Linked DNA regions of Mus musculus: region 2 is linked to region 1. A link is a contact called in public promoter capture Hi-C data. All regions are on one chromosome and are shown on one strand. The core of a region is the stretch at or near the end of the contact, and the rest is flanking DNA. Distances in the headings are between cores, read along the strand shown.

Region 1 (5,611 bases), core at 2,065-4,564:
TGAGAGCTGTGCGGTGTTTGTGGGTTCTATGAAGTTTGCTCGTGGTGTGGATTCATCAGGAGCTCACCAACTACTATACCAGTGTGATGATTTAGAGACACTCCCTGGAGTTACCGTTCAGCAGAGACTGGGTGCCATTTAACCCACCAGTGGGTAATTGATAGCAGAGCTTGGTATATTCCACTTCCTTGTCATCAGTTAAAAGATTACACATTCGTGAGATTTACTCACAATTAGATCGTTTATTATTCATATAAGTTAAAGCCCCCCCCTTTTTGTGGAAAGTCTGCTTTAAACATTTCCCTTTGTCAAACTAAAAACACAGTGCATTTTTTTTTCTAAAATTGTTCATGCTTATACAAGTTTTACTGCTGGGTTTTTGATCTGATGTATTATAGATGTTTGTCTCATCTGTAAATAATGTTTTTCCCTCACTTCCTCCCCAATTCTTACGCCTATTCACCTTTTCCCTTGTTTTCTTTCCTTCTTGCGTGGCTTGGTAAGTACTTTCAGGACAATGGTCAATAGAAAAGGACAGTGGACAGCTTGACTTCATTCTAGATTCCCTGTGGGATACTTCCCAACAGTTCAGCTTTATGCTATTTGTAAAGGGCAGTTTGACTTCTCTGTAAGCCGCTTTGGTAATAGTTTTTAATTGTCATGAACTTTAGCCATACTAGATTTAAAAATCCGTAAAATGCCATGCCATCAACTCAAAACACAAACACTGGTAGTATTTGAAGATGGCGTCATACCCCCTCAGTAGGGCATAGCCCTCTGATCGCCCAGCTGGCCAGGATGCTAAACCTCATGAATACCATCCATAGTCACACTGGTTATGAATATTTATTTATTTATTTATTTATTTATTTATTTTTGTTTTTTCGAGACAGGGTTTCTCTGTATAGCCCTGGCTGTCCTGGAACTCACTCTGTAGACCAGGCTGGCCTCGAACTCAGAAATCCACCTGCCTCTGCCTCCCAAGTGCTAGGATCTATAAAGGGATCTGATGTCCTCTTCTGGCATGTAGGTGTACATGTAGCAGAACAAAACCCATGCATAAGATAATTGAAATAAAACAAAAATAAAAACAAATATTAAAAAAAATTTTAAAAATTAAAAAAAATTCTGTATATCTGCATACATATGTATGCAATTCCATGGGAGGCCAGAAATGAGCACCAGGCTCTCTGGAGCTAGACTTGGGGATGGTGGAATTCCCTAACGGGAGTTGCTAGCCACCAAACTCCAGAGCAGCACAGGTTCTTTTTTTTTTTTTTTTTAAATTACATATAAGTACACTGTAGCTGTCTTCAGGCGCACCAGAAGAGGGCATCAGATCTCATTACCGGTGGTTGTGAGCCACCATGTGGTTGCTGGGATTTGAACTTCGGACCTTAGGAGGAGCAGTTGGGTGCTCTTACCCACTGAGCCATCTCACCAGCCCAGCACAGGCTCTTAAACACAGCATTCTCTTCAGCACCTGGAGCACCTTATTTTCATAATGTCTCCACTATCAACTTGGGTTTTCTTGTTATTTATTTATTTATTTCTTTGTTTGCTTGTTTATTTATTTAGAAAAGTTCTCAGGCTATAGTCCTTGCTGGCCTGGTACTTACTAACGTAGGCCAGGCTGGCTTCACTCTTACAGTGACCTTCCTTACTGTGTTTAGTAATATAAATGTACCTTCTGTCCCTGAGCCAGTACAACAAACTCTTTGTTTTAAGGGAGCCAGCAGGTTCCTTACAGGGTAATAGACTTGCAGCCATTAACCAGAGAGACAATTTGAGTCCTGAATTTTACAGTTGAGACAGTTGCTTTTTTTTTTATTTTGTACTCTGCATATACTGGTGAGTCCTTGCAAGTAGAATCTTTGTTTTCCAATTAAAAAGAAAACAACCACTTTTTTTTTTTTTTTTTTTTTTTTGGTTTTCTCTGTGTAGCCCTGGCTGTTCTGGAACTCACTTTGTAGACCAGGCTGGCCTCAAACTCAGAAATCCACCTGCCTCTGCCTCCTGAGTGCTGGGATTAAAGGTACGCACCACCACGCCCAGCTCAAAACAATCACTTTTAAAATGGCCCCTTTAACTAAATGATTCAAGTTTCATAAACACACACAGACATTTCTTTTCAAAAAGATTTATAAAAATGTACAAGCTGCATCCTTCAGAGCTACAGAAGAAGAAATGCTCATGACGCAAGAGCAATCAATGACCGGACTATTTGTGACCCAGCCACAAAGATTTGCTACTTCAAGAAACACAAAGGATTCTAGCGCTTACATGAAACAAAAAAACAAAACAAAACAAAACAAACAAGCAAACAAACACCGCAACAAAACAAAAGCAAGCAAGCAAGCAAACAAACAAAACGCTAAGGAAAATAATCTTAAAGAGAAGCAAAGATGGTTTGAAAAGAATAATCTTAATGAGGAACATATTACAAAGTGGAAAACATAGTTCTATTAAATGGCAACCAATCACCTCTCCTCCAAACACACATGGCTAGGTGGTTGGGAAGAGATCCTTTGGTGGATCCGGTCAACTTGTGAGTGTTCAGAAGCACCAAAGGACGTGGGGCTGAGAAATCCCGCATTATCAGCAGTGATTTTTCTAAACCTTGTTAATGTTGGCAAAAACAGGGCGCACGTATAAAATCTATTGAGCGAGCATGGATGAGAAATACCAAGGCAACCTCTCGACAAGAAAAATACTTGTGTGACTTCTAATTCGTAAGCAAATTGGCAGTTAATTACCTGTGTTTCGTAGCCATTGCTTGTGACGGACCGGATTTTCTCTGGCACTGTGACTTGCACGTGTAATTTCTCACGAGCTGCAAGGTGCAAAAGGCATTTCTCAGAGCCACACCCCCCACGCCCTGAGGAACCTTCATCCTTATCCCATGAAGCATCATCAACCCGAAACAGGATCTAAAACTTTTGGAGAGTTGGAGGAGCCAAGCCTGGGATCACCCCATCCCCCCAATATCTCCTTCCTTAGGGTTCTGGGGCCTGTGGGAAAGCCCCATGCATTCGTTTTGCATTTCAGCTGTGGTGAGTTGGTGGCTTGAGCTTATGCAGGGGCGATCCTGGGATGTTCAAGTGAGATTCTGGGATGCCCAAGCCAACATGGAGGGAAGGGGGGGGGGGGGGTGCGGACTGAATCCCAAAGGCCCCAAGACGGGTGGTTACTCACTGCCTTCTGTTTGGGACTGGCTAAGGCCGCCAAGTTCACTCAGCCCACTCAGTAGAAGCAAGATGAGCCACATGGCCTGGCCTCCTGGACCCCGCCCCGGGGAATGGCAGTTGGCCCTCTACAGGGCAGTTGGGGGCGCGAGGTGGGGGCTGTGGGCAGCGCAGCTGTGTGCCGGGAAGCGTTTGTGCTGCTCGGTGAAAGCTTTGAAACTGTGAAAGGTTTGAAGGACTTGCTGGGGTTTGAAATCTGAGACCAAAGAAGGGAAAAGGGAGGACAGGCAGTTGAGGAAGCAAAACTCACTCCGGAGAATCAGAATTCATGAAAAAGCCGAGTAGCAGAAAGGTTCACATACACGTACATAAACTTTTAATTCTTTTTTGTTTGTTTTGTTTTGTTTTTGACTCTCTTAATAACAAAAACGTTTTAGTATCAAACAGTACTTTGCATATATTTGGATAGTGTCAATCATAGGTGTCTGACTAACATTTAAGGAGACAAACCAGTGTAACTACAACCCAGATCAGTCACCGGACCATCAAACCTCCTGCTTGATTCCCTGGCAATTCTCACGATCACAGACTAGTTTTGTCTGCCTTGAGCTTTTCCCAGAGAGGCTGAAACACTGTATTCCTTCACATCTAGATCCCTGGGTGGGTTCCATTCTCGACAGCAGATTCCCGTTGGTGCATACGGCACATTGAATACATCACCATGTGTTTGGTATTGTCTATGAACATCCGTGTGTATGATTTTGGTTCAATACTGAATTTATTCCCAGGGGGAAGTTACCAGATGGAAGAGTATGTCTTGTAAATAGTTCCGAATCCTTCAAGATTGTGCTCCTAATTTACATCCCACCAGAAGTGAATGAAGATTCTAGGTTCTCTGTCAGCACTGCTCTAGTTAGCTCGGTTAACTTGACATAGCCTAGAGTCACCTCAGAAGGGAGTCTAATCTGAGGGATTGCTGAGATAAGATTGGCTGTGGTGTATCTTTCTGGGGGTGGGGTGGGGTGGTGGTCTTGACTGGTCATTGATGTAGAAGGGTGCAGCCCACTGTAGGTGGCACCATTCCCTAGGCTGCTGGTCCTGAGTTGTATAGGAAAGTTGACTAGACACGGGCTTGGGAGTGAGCCAGTAGGCAGCCTTTCTCTATGGTTTCTGCTTTAAGTGCCTAATTGAGCTCCTGCCCTGACTTCCCCCAAGAGACTGTGACCTGAAAGTGTGCACCAAATAAATCCCCTCCTCCCCTAAGTTCCTTTTGGCCATGGTGTGTGTTACTGTGACAGAATGTAACTAGAACAATGTCTATCCTTACTTTCCCTATTTTGTTTGTTTTGAATTTGTTTATTCCTGGTGGGTAATACTTTTCTGTGTTTATGGGCAAATATATGTGTACATGTATACATACACATACATGTATACATACACATATATGTATATAATATATATATATATATATATATATATGCATGCATACATACATACATACAGACAGACAGACAGACATAAAAATAGCCTCATGGGCAGTTACCTCTTTGGCAGTTGCCTCCTTGAGATGCTGGCCCCTTCTCTAAATGGGCTGCTTCGCTTCTCTCTCACTATACATGGAAGCTGGAAACACATTGGCGATAGAATCCCTTTGTTGTCAGCAATGGCTGTGAAAGCCTGTGTTTCCTCTTTGCGTTCTGTAGTTTTCTGTTGATACCATTTGTCATAATCAGAAGTCTTCTTTCCTTTCAGCCTGATGGGAGTTTCCTATGGATTTTTATCATGGATTTTCAATGTACAGAAATCCCTTTTCTGCGTAAATAAGCTGGCCACAGGACGTTCTTCCTTTTCAGTCCATGCTGTGAGCTAAACTATTGAAGCAAACTTGTGTCCCCGTTAGATTTTGTCACTTTTACATTTTCCCGGATTGATTTGACCACATTCCTGTTAGAATCGTTGTCTCCAAATTCAGTGAGATCCTTGTAGCTTTCTTTTGCTGCACTAAACTCACCAGGATTTTGTATCAGATGCGTGCTTGCCCCGCCGAGGGTCCGGAGCAGCAGTCTCATTGTGCAATACTGTGGGGTCCCCTGCTCCCCAGCATTTGTGAACAGAAGGGTCAGGAGCTGGGATTTCCTTGACAGAGGATTGGTTTTATTGTCGATCTAATTTCTTTAAAAAAAAAAAATACCCAGCTAGTCTCTTTCCAGTTACGCTAGTGTGAGCCAGTTTATTTCTGAAAGGTTTTATCCATTTTCCCTTGAGTTTTGAAGTCTATTTGTAAAAAATATTAGCATCCCCCTCTCCCATGTCAACCTTTTAAAGGCCTTCCACATAGATGATCTTCTCAAAATAGTCTTGATAACGTGATTTTTCTCTTTACTCATGGTCAGTTGTTATTGAATTAAAAAATTATGAAAGAGGAT
Region 2 (5,611 bases), core at 943-3,442, 47 kb after region 1:
GATGTAAAGTGAATAATTTAAAAAAGTTAAATTAAAAAAAGATTAAAAATCAAAAGCAAAACAAAAAATGAGCATAGTCTCACATGTGCACGCATGCATGCATGCACACGCACACATGAATGCACACGCATACATGCATGCACACGCACACTTGCATGCACACTTCTTGGAAACTAGCTCATCATTTCTCCCTCAGTTTCCCCACCCAAATGCAGGGCTCCTTTTGGGCAAGCACAAGGTAGGTGGCTTTTCACTTTCAAATGTAGTTCTCTGTCAAATTCCAATTAGCCTCGGCAGTGTGACCCATTGAGATAGACATTGTAGCCACTTGTTTATTTGTGCTTCTTAGTTATTGATGTGTTTATTCACCCTGAGACAGAAACTTTTCCAGAACAGCAGCTGAGGAAGATACAAAGTCACAACGAGCCAGAGAGGGAGGAAGCTACACTGAGCATAGGAACACGGTATTCAGCCAGGGAGGCTACCTACTGTGTGATCAAGCAAGGCTGAGGCCACCTACAGTGTGATCAAACAAGCCGCTCTCTGCATCCTTTGGGTTGACTTGCAAGATTTCTATAGTATAAAGGTTAATCCCGGTTGGCCTTTGTTATCATAAGAATTCAAGAACCATCAAATGAGGCAGATCTCCCAGACTCAAGCTGCCCTTAGGCCTCTTCCCCTCAGTGGTAATTTGAAATTACCCATTTGTTCTTTTCCTTGGGTGATACTAGAGTGATCTTTCATTTTTTTTTTAATTTTTTTAAAAATAAATATGTTTTCCTCCTTTCTGATTATAAAACATCTTTTTTAAACTGAAAGTTTGGAAAATAAAAAGAGAAAAAAGTAGAAAAAAATTATACATGAACTCAGATACAATGAATGATGTCTGGATCTTTAAAAAATTATTGTTATTACTTCTTAAATTACATGTAGCTGGGTGGTGGGGGTGCCTTTAGTCTCAGCACTTAGAAGGCAAAGACAAGCGGCTCTTTTGAGTTCGAGGCTAGACTGCTCTATAAAGCTAGTCCCAGGACAGCTAGGGCTACACAGAGAAACCCTGTCTTAAACAATGGCCTTAAATTATGTGTTTGTGTGTGCATCTGTGCATACAGGTATCATAAGACGTCAGAAGGGGGAGTCAGATCCGCCGGAGCCGCCTGACTTGGTTGCTGGGCCTCAAAAGTTCAGCAAGAACACCTTTCTTTCTTTCTTTCTTTCTTTCTTTCTTTCTTTCTTTCTTTCTTTCTTTCTTTCTCTTTCTTTCTTTCTTGTTTGTTTTTGTGTTTTGCTTTTTTTTTTTTTTTCGAGACAGGGTTTCTCTGTGTAGCCCTGGCTGTCCTGGAACTCACTCTGTAGACCAAGCTGGCCTCAAACTTAGAAATTCGCCTGCCTCTGCCTCCCAAGTGCTGGGATTAAAGGCGTGTGCCACTATTGCCCTGCTCTTCCAAAGGTCCTGAGTTCAAATCCCAGAAACCACATGGTGGCTCGAAAGAGCACTTTCTTAACTTTAGTCGTCTCTCCAGTCCCATGTCTGGATATTTTGATATATTTATTCCAGACATTTTCTACTGTTTCCTGCTTCCTCCCTCCTCGGTCTGAATCAGAGCTACTACTTTCTGATATTAGTGACTGCCTCCCAGGTTCCCGTTTCCCTGGGCTGTGGGACATTTCTGTAACCTGCTCTTGCACTAGTTCTCCTATAACGCTGGCCTAGGACTGAACTTTCTTGTAAATCGCGGCGGGTATTTTAAAGACCCAGTTCAGTAGCATTAATCCGGCAGCAAATGGTAATAACGCCTCTTTTCATGAAGGAGTTTTTTTTTAAAGCAAGTTTTAATTACTTAGCATTTAGAAGGGCAATAGATCTACTCGTGCACGCTGGCATTTTAACACCAGGTAATGATTTTGATCTTGCCCAGGCTCACCTGGAAAGCAATTTGAAACCTGGGCTGGACGTATGGACAGGGCACCAGGCGGGACACTGACCCAGCGCGGCTCCCCTTACCTAGGCAGTGCCAGGGCCTCTTCGCTGCGGCGGAAAGCCCCGGCGATAGAGGGGAGGGCCAGCACTCCGTCAAGGTCGAACGCGGCTACACGCAGCGCCATGGCGGCCCGGGCTGCAGCGTCAAGCTGACACAGACACGAAGCTGGAAGGCTGTGGCCTAGAGTGGGGAGGCTGGCTGTGGGAACCTAAGATTAGGGTCGTGCCAATCTCAGCACCGCCCCTCGCCCCGCCCCGCCCCGCCCCGCCCCGCCCAGTACTGACACTGCCCTGCCTACTGATCAGCTGCCTAGCCCGGAGCTTCTTGCTGGATGTCCCACCCAAGTGTCAATCCTGGTCTTGGCCACTTTTTCCTCCTTAGCCTAAGGACTAGAAACCCTGCCAAGGCTCCCCAATTCTCAGACTTTGACCGTTTGGAAACAGGCTTGGTATGGGGAGAGAGGGGTCTTGAGGAGGCAGGTTGGAGGAGACGGAATATTCTAAACATTTTCTCCTTCAGTATTTGGTCTTGATTGGCATATCCCATGTATGTTGGGATCTGTGGACCCTCTTCTCTAAATGTGGTCCACATCTTTGCAACCCCCTCACATCTGCCTGCTTCTTCTAGCAGTGTTTCTGGAATGCAAGACAGCCTCCTGTCTTGGTGTGCTAACCCAGAATACTTTTTCTCTTGAGGATTAAAAGAAATTAATCGAGTCTGTTTCCTTTTTCTACACTGTATTGTTTAAAAGTGAGCTGGGCTTCTTGGAGGTTTCTGGAACCTTCCTGCCCCTTGGCCCAGTGCTCTCCCTAGTTAAGAGAAAAAAGAGAAACCTCCTCTACTAATGAGTTAATTAACAAATCCACCGTTTAGTCCAAGGCTGTTGTGAAAGACTGCCTCCCTTACTGAAACCGGGAATTGGCTTCTTCCTTTGCTCTGGTTGCTGCGTGTTAGGTGGTGGGAAATGGCCCTACTGTGGGTTAATTTTTGTGAGTCTTTCAGACACTTCCTCTTCTTGCCTCAAGTCTTGTCTGGGGCAGTTTGTGTTTTCTGAGATTCACACCTAAGAAATGGAAAGTGGCTGAAAATGTGGGGGTGTTGCCCTGAGAACAGAAAGGGTCTTTTGAGAGTGCCTGTAGTGGATGGAGTGTTTAAGAAATAAACGAGATAGCTGGGCATGGTGGTGCACTTGGGAGGCAGAGGCAGGCAGATTTCTGAGTTCGAGGCCACAAAGTGAGTTCCAGGACAGCCAGGGCCATATAGAGAAACCCTGTCTTGAAAAACTGAAGAAAAAAAAAAGAAAGAAAGAAAGAAAGAAAGAGAGAGAGAGAGAGAGGGAGGGAGGGAGGGAGGGAGGGAGGGAGGGAGGGAGGGAGGGAGGGAGGAAGGAAGGAAGGAAGGAAGGAAGGAAGGAAGGAAGGAAGGAAGGAGATGGTCCTGGGCCTGAAGACAGAACGAGAGAGAACGTGAGCTGGGTATGGTCCCGTCTGCCTGTAATTCCAGCATTCCAGATGCAGAGGTAGAAGGCTCAAGCACTCAGTGTTAACCTCAGCTGCATATATAAGCTTGTATACAAACTCTTAAATAAGTCTCTGATTTGACAGACTTTCCTTTGAGTTCCAGATTTGCACATCCAACAACTTTGCTTGGCCATGAAATGGTCCTCCAAGGCTCCAGACTAAGGCTGAACTCTGCTTTGGTCTCACCTTCAACAACGGCTCCTTCCAAGAGCCTATGACTTGGTTAAATCTTCTCTAAAGATTTGACCCCCAACCAATGGCACTGTTATGAGAGAGCCAAACTTTGAAGAGTTGAAGGCCCAAGGGAGGTCTTCTGGTCATTGGAGATACGTCTTTCAAGAATATATTGGGACCCTGGCCCCTCATTGTTTCTCTCCTTTGCATTCTGTCCCTGAGGTGACAGGTTTTGTTATGTACTGTTGCTTTGAGGTCAATGAGGTCAACCATTCGTGGGAAGACATTTCCAAATCTGTGAACCAGAAAATACCCTTTCCTTCTCTAAGCTAATAACCTTTGGTATTGTTATGATAGTAGACAGTTGGCCCCCAAACAGGAGATTCCTATGTTACTACTTAACACAAACCTTGGCCCAGCTACTCCATCCAAAGACCTTAGAGTTGCTTACCCCTGGCTGCCCACTGAGCCACATGCTCTGACTTGGTTCCCAGTCAGCTGACTGGGGCAGAGGTAGCAGCTTCTAGATCCCTGGTGGTGTTTCTTTCTTAAAGGTTTGGCTGCCTGGAAACAAATCCTTTCAGAGATTTTGTTGGTCTACCTCATGACTCATACTTTATATGTCTGTTTCATCACCCATATTTAATACTTCTGACAATTATCAATATTTAACACACCTCCCAATTACTCATAGTTAATACATCATGGGTTTGAAAAAGCAAACGTGGTTTCTGTTGCACACCTCTACATTCTGACAGGTAGAGTGTTGCTGAGGCCAAATGAATATGTGTATAACAGTTACAAAGCAAAGAAGAAAAACATGGCTACGAAAAATGGAATTCACAAACCCCTCCTTAAAAAGAAAACTGTGAAGTCTCAAAAAATGAAATTCCATCTTCAAACAGCAATCATCCTTGGTTAGCGTGATGGAAATCTGTAGTTGTCAGTTTGACACAACTCAGAATGGGGATTTGTCTGAATGAGGTTGGATGGTGGGCATACCTGGGGGGATGGGGGGCTGTCTTGGTCAGCTTAGTTGGTGAGGGGAGACCTATCCGAAATGTGGGTGGCGTCTTCTGGTAGCAGCCCAGATAAAAAGACCTGGAAGGAAGGGTCACTGCTTTGTTATCTTAGCCTTCACTCTTGAGAAGTTCATTTCCCCCATTGCTGCTGCTGCTGATTCTTTGCTACTGATAGAACTAGCTTCTTCAAGCTTTAAATAGAAACCGAAGCCCAGCAACTCTCTGCGAGCCTCTAGAGTTGTGCTTCTCAACCTTCCTAATGCTGTGACCCTTTAATACAGTTCCTCATGTTGTGGTGACCCCCAACTGACAGAAGCCATCCAGGACAGGCTCTGTCTAGCAAGTGAGTTTCCTGGAGATAGCCCACTGTTTCCATGGCTATAGTGGGTGCACTCTGGGGAGGCACAGCCTGAAAGACTTCATCCCAGGATTGTTTCTCCCTGATGATATGACTTTCCTGCTATCATTACATAGTCTAATGAGTCCTGGGCATCCTTTGGGTACATTTCCTGCAGATCAACATGAAGATGAACTTTCATGAATTAATGCTGTTTAGATGAATTAATGACTTTGTAACATTCCTGATTGGATTCAAATAATTTCAGGAAGAAGGTTTAGGAGATGGTTTTAGTTGTTTTGGCAGAAAGATGTTGGGTGTTGGGTCCCCTGGAACTGAAGTTATAGACAGCTGTCAGCCACCGTGTAGGTGCTGAGGGAGTGCAATCCAGATGGAAGAATAGCCAGTGATCTTAACCACTGTGGCGCCTCTCCATCGCCCCCCAACCTCACTTGATTTTTTTTTTGGATGAGGCACTTACATTGAGAGCTCTCTCTGCTGTGACTGTTTCAGTTGAGCTCAAACTTCTTAGAGGCACTGAGTCCACATTCTGCCTGATGCTTAGTCTGTTAATCG

The links. Promoter capture Hi-C pulls out the DNA fragments that hold promoters and counts their contacts.
Region 2: a promoter capture Hi-C map of embryonic stem cells shows a contact between it and region 1, with 4 times the contacts expected there. The contact joins the promoter of Ephx2 here to the promoter of Adam2 in region 1. A contact is called at or near these places in 9 of 39 promoter capture datasets (the 3T3-L1 cell line, 3T3-L1-derived adipocytes, the SN4741 cell line and 5 more), 9 of 484 Hi-C or Micro-C datasets (the AML12 cell line, the BV-2 cell line, the F1.1 cell line and 4 more), 6 of 115 datasets of contacts at active chromatin or transcription factors (embryonic stem cells, intestinal villus epithelium and liver) and 4 of 9 other capture datasets (adipose tissue, liver, macrophages and 1 more).

The regions. Positions count from the first base shown.
Region 1 is chr14:66,074,455-66,080,065 of GRCm38.p6, forward strand. Adam2 (a disintegrin and metallopeptidase domain 2) reads right to left here and starts at 3,315. Exons shown (of 21, transcript NM_009618.3): 1 at 3,196-3,315; 2 at 2,757-2,833. The coding sequence starts at 3,268.
Region 2 is chr14:66,122,330-66,127,940 of GRCm38.p6, forward strand. Ephx2 (epoxide hydrolase 2, cytoplasmic) reads right to left here and starts at 2,193. Exons shown (of 19, transcript NM_007940.4): 1 at 2,006-2,193. The coding sequence starts at 2,106.